Regions from separate parts of the Mus musculus genome. Here region 2 is linked to region 1. Evidence: chromatin contacts called from public HiChIP or PLAC-seq data. All regions are on one chromosome and are shown on one strand. The core of a region is the stretch at or near the end of the contact, and the rest is flanking DNA. Distances in the headings are between cores, read along the strand shown.

Region 1 (4,442 bases), core at 1,831-4,330:
TGTGGGGTGTGTGTGTATGTGTGTGTGTGTGTGTGTGTGTGCCATTGTATACATGTTGGGGTCAGAGGACAACCTGAGGGACTTCTTGTCTCCTTCCACCATAGGGTACTGAAAATTGAAATCAGATCACCATGCTCAAAAGTAAGTACTGTTTCCTGTTGAGTCATCTGGTCCACCCTTTTCCTCCCCATCTTGGGTCTTGATTTTCTACAGTTAGGCAGCACCTCATCTACTGAGAAGTTTTCTTGGATCTCTCTGATTCTGACATTTCTTCTTCAGGCTCTTTGATTGTACTATTCTTGGAGAAAGTATTGCAATTGGACTGTGGCCATTGATTTACATGTCTGTCTCCCTCACTAGAATTGAAGTTCAGGAAAGAATACAGCCTAGTTGGACTTGTTATATTATTATTTATCTTTGTCCCTGTTGCGAAAATACATAATAAAAACAATTTAAGAAGATGGTTTATTTTGGCTCAGTTTGAGAGTATAATCCATCATGGTAGGTAGGGGAATCATGGTGGCAGAAGAGTAAGGCAGCTGATCACATTCATCCACAGTGGGGAATGGGGGAGTAAGTGAGGAGAGAGAGAGAGAGAGAGAGAGAGAGAGAGAGAGAGAGAGAGAGCCCATTCTCTCTTTAAGGGCTAGGGTTTTTTGTTTGTTTTTAAGTCTTTGAAGGGTCTTCAGGGTTGGTCAGTTTGAAGAAAGACAGATTGGCTGATTGGCCAACAACTATTATGTAAACATGCCCCCATAAGGCCTTGAACTAGCTGGGCCAGTTCATCAGCAACCATGGGTCTTACTGAGATGGGCAAAAGCCCATGTAAGGATCTGAAAATTGTTGAAGGAAGACCCCAGACTCAGATAGTATACAAAAACAAAAAGTGTTTATTCTGCAGAAACATCCAGCATGCAGGGGGTCAACCATTCTCCAAAATGGCTACCCCAGGCATTCAAGCCTTCTTATTAGGGAACGGGGTCGGGGGATTCTCTAGAAGGATTAGGTAATCTAAAATGTCATTGGTAGGTGCTAGGGGTGTCACAGGTGGTCAGTGGCCTGCATTCCTATGTCATGAACGTTTAACTATATTATGAAATAGGGCTGCCCAGCACAGATGGCCCATTCTGAGATAAGACATTTCCCCATTTTTGTGGTTATCCCCAAGCTGTTCTTTGGGAGGGAGTTTTAAGATCTTATTCTGGATTTTATGGTCTGCCCCTGGAGCTAGTGTCTTATGGCCTAGTTTCTGGGACTTAGGGTCTATTCCTGGAGCTGGTGCCTTATGTCTATTTTTTTCAAAATCAAGTCTGGTCCTTAAATGGAGACAAAGAGGGTTTATGTTGTCCTTTCACCCACAATGCCATTGTTTTAAGTTTTTGTCTCAGGTCAGGAGGATGAAGAAGAAGGCAGCCATCTTGGAAGTTAGTCACTTTATTACCTAGTCATAACCCCTTTCCCTGTCTGTTGGCATAAATTTTTTGCAACCTACTTTTAATAAGGGTTCAACCTCTCCTCTAGCTCACCACCCAGCAGAGGTAGTAGAAGAGAAAAGTTATTAGGATTTTGGGGAAGTGGACCTGTTCAGTAATAGTTCTTTGGGGGCAAGCTTGAAGATCTTCTTTGTCAGCAGTTCAGTCCCATAGCAAACACCAAATACAATCCAGCAGCTGTAGACCAGTCCTCTAGGCAGGCAGACTCCAGGCAGCTGTAGTTCAATCCTGAAGAAACCACCAGGCTCACCAGTCAGCCTAAGGCGAGGCCATGGAAGCAGCAACCTGCTGCAGGAACCTCACGAGCAGTTCTTGGGCAAGTTTCTCTCACTGGCAGACACAAGTTGGGCTCAACAACACTATGTAAGGCGAACCAATACATGTATGTCTTTGGTGAAGAAGGAGGACACCAGGCTGAAGCCCAATGCTTGCCTCCCATGTCTGTGGGGTCATATTTATACTCCTTCATCCTAGGTTCTTTCAAGTGTCTGCTATATCAAAACATCCTTTCACCTGTGTCTGCTTCAGGATAGCAGTCTTTCACTTGTTTGCTTTAGCAAGACATCCTTTCACCTGTGTGCCCCAGCAAACCATCATTTGACATAACTGACTTTCCAAAGAAACTACAAGTTTCCACTTAACCTATTTATCTGCCTATCAGAGACTCTAACTCAGTCCCTCAGTGCCATAGCGACCAGACAACTTCTATGCATAAGACTAAGGTAAGAAACTAAAAAAGTGGCCAACTACTCTGTGGTGTTCCAGCCATCTGGGAGATTGGAGTAAAGGAGACATGCCACTGACATGAAGTACGTGAAAAATACCTGTCTGTGAAATCCCAGCATTTGGCTCTGTGCAGCCCCAGCCACTCTTTACCTTCTTTTTATTCCCTTCCTTCCTTCCTTCCTTCCTTCCTTCCTTCCTTCCTTCCTTCCTTCCTTCCCTCTCTCTCTCTTCCTCCCTCCCTCCCTCCCTCTCTTCCTTCCTCCCTCCCTCCTTCCCTCTCTTCCTTCCTCCCTCCCTACCTTCTTTCCTGAGGCTCCTCCTGCCCCCAGGAATCTTTGGTGGGTATTGGTCCATGAGGGCAAATGAGGCAGAGATTACAGGTGGCGGTGGGGAGTGGGGGTGGAGTGGTGGTCAACTTTACTTCGGCTGATTCAAGAGTTATCCAGTTTTGGTTTAAGAGGACAGGGATATCCAGGGTGGGCAAAGGTTGTACTCATTAACATTGGGAGGCATTCCAGGAATTTCAAGTGTTAGCTGACCAGGTTCTTCTTGGAAGAAAGGAAGTAATCACCAAGGTTACGTGACATTCATTAGGTGTGTGGGGGTCAGGGTCAGAGTAGGGGTACTGCTGGTAGAAGGAGTATTCCATTTTGCACCGAGCCCAGAAGGCTATTTGGATAATGGTACACTTTGACCTTAACTAGCTGGGTTTTCCCACACTTTCTTTTTACTTACAGTCTCTTTATATATCCCCAGCTGTTCTGGAACTCATTATGTAGACCAGGCTGGCCTTAATCTCATGAGACCTGCCTGTCTCTGTCTTGCAAATGCTCGAACTAAAGGCACAAAAGGCTTGCACCACCACATCCAGCTCTCCTTGATGGCTTCTCAGGAGCCTAAAGCCAAGGAACACCTAACACCAATTCCTGAGGGTGGGTGAAGTGTTCAAAAATCAGAGTACAAGCAACCTGGCGGGGAGAGGGGAATTTCTAATTGGTTATTGGAGAAGCTCTGTCTGCTCGGATTTGTTGACTGTTGATTCTCCTCCATAGAAGGAGTAAGGACGGAGGTCACTGGACCCTCACTGAGTTCTGAGCCCCTCCTTCCAGCCAGAGGTAAAGAAACGCTGGAGAAGACTAGGAAGACTGAGCTCCGCCTTTGCCGCTCTGTGGAAGCCACCACCCATACTGGCGGAGGACAGTTCTCTGTGGCCTGTCAGTAACCCCTCAACCCTGCTCTAGCTAAACCAAAGAAACTCACTGTCTTTCCAGGGTGAACTGTGGTGAAATCAAATGTTGGTTTTTCATCAGAACCTAATTAAGGGCACGGGGGGGGGGGGGGGTGCGAGAAGACATTTTGGTCTCCTCACAACAGATGGCAAATGTATCTGTTAATGTTCCTATGTCTCAAGGTTTTAAGAAAAGACATAGAAGATAGTATTAGAGGAAAAAAAGGGAGACTGTAGGACTGTTTTTGTGCACTGTGTGAAGATGTGGTCTCTGTCCTTCCTTACCTGCATAAGGCACCTTCTGATTTGTTAAATAAGAAGCCTGTGTCCTATAGCCAAGGAGAAGAGGAAGACAGGACTTGCAGTCAGGGAGAGGAACTCTGGGATGAGAGAAGCATGGGAGATTCACTACCCAGACTCAGAGGAAATCAGATGTATGAAACTGAGGAGAGGTAACCAGCCATGCAGCAGACATAGAATACTATAAAGGTTAATGCAAGTTAAGAGATAGTCGAAGGGCAAGCCTAAGCCTAAGCCTAGTCTGAAGGCCAAAGGCAGTCATAAGTAAATACAAGATTCTGTGCCATTATTTGAGAAATGGGGTAGACATAGAAAGACCCACAGTTACACAATATTTTTAGCAAAAGGGAACTTTGGTATGAAGATTAGGATGGCTAGATGTTTCCAATTTTGAAAGGAAGCTGGAAGGTTAATCAGGTTCCATAGGTAAAAGATGAGACATTAGGTATATGATGTTAAAATTCTAAGTTCAAATTTCAGTACATTGATCTTTAAATTTTTATTTATTTATTTATTATATGTAAGTACGCTGTAGCTGTCTTCAGACACTCCAGAAGAGGGAGTCAGATCTTGTTACGGATGGTTGTGAGCCACCATGTGCTTGCTGGGATTTGAACTCCGGACCTTAGCAAGAGCAGTCGGGTGCTCTTACCCACTGAGCTATCTCACCAGCCCCAGTACATTGATCTTAAACT
Region 2 (4,536 bases), core at 755-3,254, 1.3 Mb before region 1:
TGACTTTGAGGAAGTTGTGTCAGTCAAGCGTCAGGAGGCTAGGACAGTAACTAGTGTGTACAGCCCTTAACCTTGCTCACATTAGACCATGAGCTACTTTACTGCTGCTCTCTGTTATCAGCCAGAGTAGAGAGCCGGCTCCCTAGCCCGTGTGCTCAGCAGGGCCTCTTGAGGCCTCACTAAAGGATGTGCCAAAGGTTTACTTTCCTTTACAATTATCTTTTCTAGCCACCACTTATTTGTACTTCGGTTTTAAAATTATCTTTTCTAGTTTACTATTCATTTGTGACAAACGATAAGGCTCTAAGACTTTCAAAGGCTTGTATCAATGTGTTTACTCTGTAGCAGAGGTTGGCAAACTTTCTAAAAAGAGCAAGAGAGTAAATATTTAGCTAAGGCAGGCAGTGTAGTCCAGGAAGCCAGTATTCAATTCTGCTATTGTAGCAATTTTTAGAGTGGACAGTATGTAAATAAATGGGTGTGGCTACATCACATTAAAATTTACTAAGGAACACTAAAAATTGTACCTTTAGGTAATTTTCATGTGTCACAATTATCTTTTCCTAACCACTTAAAAAAAATGTAAAAACTCGTCTTGGCTAGTGGGTTGTACAGAGCCCATGAGGGCTCTGGCTAACTCCTACTATCAGGCTTTATCATTTGAACAGAAAAGTGAAGTGACTTAAGAATCATGTGACATGCCAGGCAGTGGTGGCTCACGCCTATAATCCCAGCACTTGGGAGGCAGAGGCAGGTGGATTTCTGAGTTCAAGGCCAGCCTGGTTAACAGAGAGAGTTCCAGGATAGCCAGGGCTATACAGAGAAACCCTGCCTCGAAAAACAAAACAAGAATCATGTGACATGAGGAACACTGTAGATGATCTGTGGTTCTGCAGAATATTCTGACAATGATTAAAAAAAGAAAAAGAAAAAAGAGCAAAGTTGGACATAGACTGTCCTTCCATGGTAGAGCGCTTGCTTAACATGTGCAAGGCCTTGGGGTTGATCTTTCAGACTGTGAAACGAAGTTGAAACCCCAGGGGATGATTCCTTCCCACTCCTGACAGTCGAACAGCACCTGATGAACTTGCCCCTTCTGCTCTGTAGAGCCCCTCTGGGGTTGCTGGCTGGAGCCTCCACCAGTGGATCTGCAGTGCAGTTATTTTCTGAAAAAGGAAGCCAGATCCAGGACTCCACAAATGTCTGACGTGTAATAGGCACTCAATAAACATTTCTTAAGTCTTTTTGCACCAGAATTGAAATTAAGATCTGAAGATGGGAACTAGAGAGATAACTCAGCAGTTAAGAGCATTTGTTACTCTTGCATAGGTCCCGAGTTCTATTCCCACCATACATGGTGGTTCCCAAGTGTCTATAACTCCAGTAAAGGGAGACTGAAACCCTCTTCGGACCCCTAACTGCACCAAGCCCACACATAACATACACATATGTGGACACAATGCTAATATATACTAATGCCTTCTTTAAAAAATCAGAAGGTGGGCTTGGTGACACAAGCCTGAAATTCCATTACTTGAGGTTGAGGCAGGAGGATTGCCAAGAGATGGAGGTCAACCTGAGCTCTATAGGGAGTTCAAGAGCAGCCTGGGCTACAAATCAAGATATTAGTCTTAAAAAAAAAAAAAAAAAAAGGAGTAAGATTTGATGTCATTCCTGCAATTGTGTAACAGATCATGTGGTGGGAATTTTAAGAACTGGACCAGGTTTTGATGGGGGCGGTGAGGCTGTGAGAAGACAGTCACCTCTGGACTGGGTCTCCCGGGCATGGCTGCTCTATTTTCGTTAGACCTTCCGCAGGAAGCTAGTTTGAATAGAGAGAAAAGGGTGGCCAGGAGCTTCCCACGCACAGGAGGTAAGCTATGAGCATAGTGGAGCCCGCCTGCCGGTGCTCAGGGCCTCAGGAGAGCCGGAGTTCTGAGAAGAGCCCGGTTACCATCCTGCCCCAGTTCCAGGGAGTCAATCAGACGCTGATGCAATCGCTCCGGCCTCAATCACGCGCTCCATCTCAGCAGGTTCCCTACAGATGCGCTTTGTACTCCGCTCTCAGAGGAATTGCTGCCCTTTCTCTTCCAGGCTTTCAGCAGCTCCCCTTGCCCTACCAGAGTCCAAGGAGATGGCAATTCGAACCGCTTGGATTACCAGGTTTCATTAGGTAAGGGCGACTGATGCAAGGTGGCCCAAATAACCTTCGTGGGACAGACACGGCTTTTCGAAGCCAGCAGAAGTCTCGCCAAATTGAACGATGTCAGATGAAGTTCTGTGAATATCTATGTCCTTCTCTTTGGCACCAGAGAGGACTAATTAAATGCTCGTGAAGTGCTTTGAAGTTTTTAGCTCTTAAGAGTTATTATTCTGGGTAATAGAGGAAGTTGAATTTTTGGCTCATTGAAACCATAATGATGTAATCCTGAGCAGTATTTTGAGCGTAGCTTTAAAAGAAAGAAAAGAAATGCAATACATTACTGAAAAGTCAGGTTAGTCAGGTTAAAAATGTCCTCCTGTTTTACACTGGGAGCTGAACTCAGACTCATACAGACCAGGCAAGTGCTCTTCACTTCTCCACATCCTCCACATCCTCCTATTTATTTATTTATTTATTGGAGGGGGGGGGTCTTCCTATGTAATTCAGGCTGCTCTCAAAAATCTCCATCCTCTTGCTTCAGCATGCAGTTTGTTGGTACTGGAGTTAAAGATTCACTCATGGGGATAGTGGCTGGGGAGATGGCTCAGTGGTTAAGAACACTGACTGCTCTTCCTGAGAGACCCTGGTTCAATTCTCAGGACCTACTTCAGGCAGGTCACAGGAATTCTCATGGTCTCCAACTTACATATATCCATTAGAAGTCCTTTTTTTATGGTTTTTTGTTTTTTGTTTTTTCGAGACAGGGTTTCTCTGTGTAGCCCTGGCTGTCCTGGAACTCACTTTGTAGACCAGGCTGGCCTTGAACTCAAAAATCTGCCTGCCTCTGCCTCCCAAGTGCTATGATTAAAGGTGTGTGCCAATGGCTTCTGTGCCTAGTTCTTATTTAGTAATCACAGAGGCTTTATTTTGGGGGAATTTTGATTGTTCTTGTTATCTTTAGTTATAAAAACAGCACAATATAAAACCAAGCATTGTAGGAGCAGGCTTGTAATCCCAGCATCAACAGTGGAAGGATTAAGGCAGAAAGATTGCTATAAGTTCTGAGACAGCTTGTGCTATGTTTGTGGGTTCCAGTCCAGCTTGGTCAACAGAGAAAGATCCCCCTATATATACACACACACACCCAAAAAAGAAAGACAGAAAAAAAACAAAAATAAAGACAAAAACAAAAAAACCCAAAAACAAAAAAAAAACAAAAACTAAAAAACCGAAAAAAAACCCCAAAAACCAATGCAGTGCTAAGCTGTATTCATGGGAGATTTTTCCTAAGACATTTTTCAGGTACCAGGATGGGCAGGTGTTTGAATAAAGGGCCTACTTGCATACAATCCGTGCAGTCTCCTGTGTATTTATTTAGTGACATGCCAGGGATGGAGCCAAGGATCTTTAGAAAACTAGGCAAGCACTCTCTCACTGTGCTACATCTTTAGCCCTTTTACATTTTTATTGATTTATTTTGAGACTGTGTATTCCAGGCCAGGCTAGTCCCTCCCCACTTCTTCCTTAGCCTCCCTACAGTTGAGATTAGTCTCTTCATTTGTGTGGTATGGAGAGGTGACTGAAGAGGCTGGGCGTGCTGGGTGCTCTACCACCAGCTTGAAATCATCTCTAACTTTAAATGCCTACTGCGATGACATGCACAGAAACAGTTGTTAGGCTGTATTCTTTATCGTGTAAGGACAAGAAAATCATCCAAGCTTGGTGTGCTAGTTAGTGCATACCTTTAGTCTCAGCACGAAGGAGGCAATGACGGGTAGGCTAACAGAAATTGAGGCTAACTAAGGTTACAGAGGAAGAACCTATCTCAAAAACAAACAGATGTTTTTAAAATCCATGATATAGAGAAGAGGGATATGGAGAGTCAGCTTCATGTGGTTAAAATAATTCAAATGAGAGCAGGAGCTGGAGACATAGCTCAATTGACAGTTTGGAATGCACAAAGCCCTCAACTTGATTCCCAGCACCACATAATTGGTGCATGGTGGTGCAAGCCTGTAACAGTGGTTTCAACTTTTCTAATGATGTGACACTTTAATCCAGTTCCTCATGTTGTGATGACTCCCAACCGTAATAGCATATCGCTGCTACTTTGTAACTGTTATATTGCTACTGTTATGAGCATGTCAGCGCTTTCTGATGGTCTTAGATGACCCCTGTGAAATGGTCATCCAGCCACCAAGAGGTCGAGACCCACAGGTTGAGAACCACTGCTATTACACTCCCTATAGGGAGGTAGAGGCAGGAAGAGCATACGTTCAAGGTCACCCTGGGCTATATAGTGAGTTCAAGATCAGCCTGGGCTATGAAGAGGCCTTAAGGTAGGGAGATAGTATAACACAAGTGACATCAATGTAGAGAGAGGGAATGCTGGA

The links. HiChIP or PLAC-seq counts read pairs in DNA pulled down with a chosen protein or histone mark.
Region 2: an H3K27ac HiChIP or PLAC-seq map of embryonic stem cells shows a contact between it and region 1, with 7 times the contacts expected there. The contact joins two enhancer-like sites. A contact is called at or near these places in 1 of 39 promoter capture datasets (embryonic stem cells), 1 of 484 Hi-C or Micro-C datasets (embryonic stem cells) and 2 of 115 datasets of contacts at active chromatin or transcription factors (both in embryonic stem cells).

Annotation. Positions count from the first base shown.
Region 1 is chr8:85,471,734-85,476,175 of GRCm38.p6, reverse strand. No RefSeq gene overlaps it. Among named protein-coding and RNA genes, the nearest start is that of Gpt2, 19 kb to the left of the region's middle. Within about 2 kb of position 3,080, at least 8 of the 459 cell types and tissues checked have an H3K27ac peak or open chromatin away from gene starts, as enhancers often do. A contact at or near this core is called in embryonic stem cells, where this site is marked.
Region 2 is chr8:86,755,004-86,759,539 of GRCm38.p6, reverse strand. No RefSeq gene overlaps it. Among named protein-coding and RNA genes, the nearest start is that of Siah1a, 11 kb to the right of the region's middle. Within about 2 kb of position 2,004, at least 88 of the 459 cell types and tissues checked have an H3K27ac peak or open chromatin away from gene starts, as enhancers often do. A contact at or near this core is called in embryonic stem cells, where this site is marked.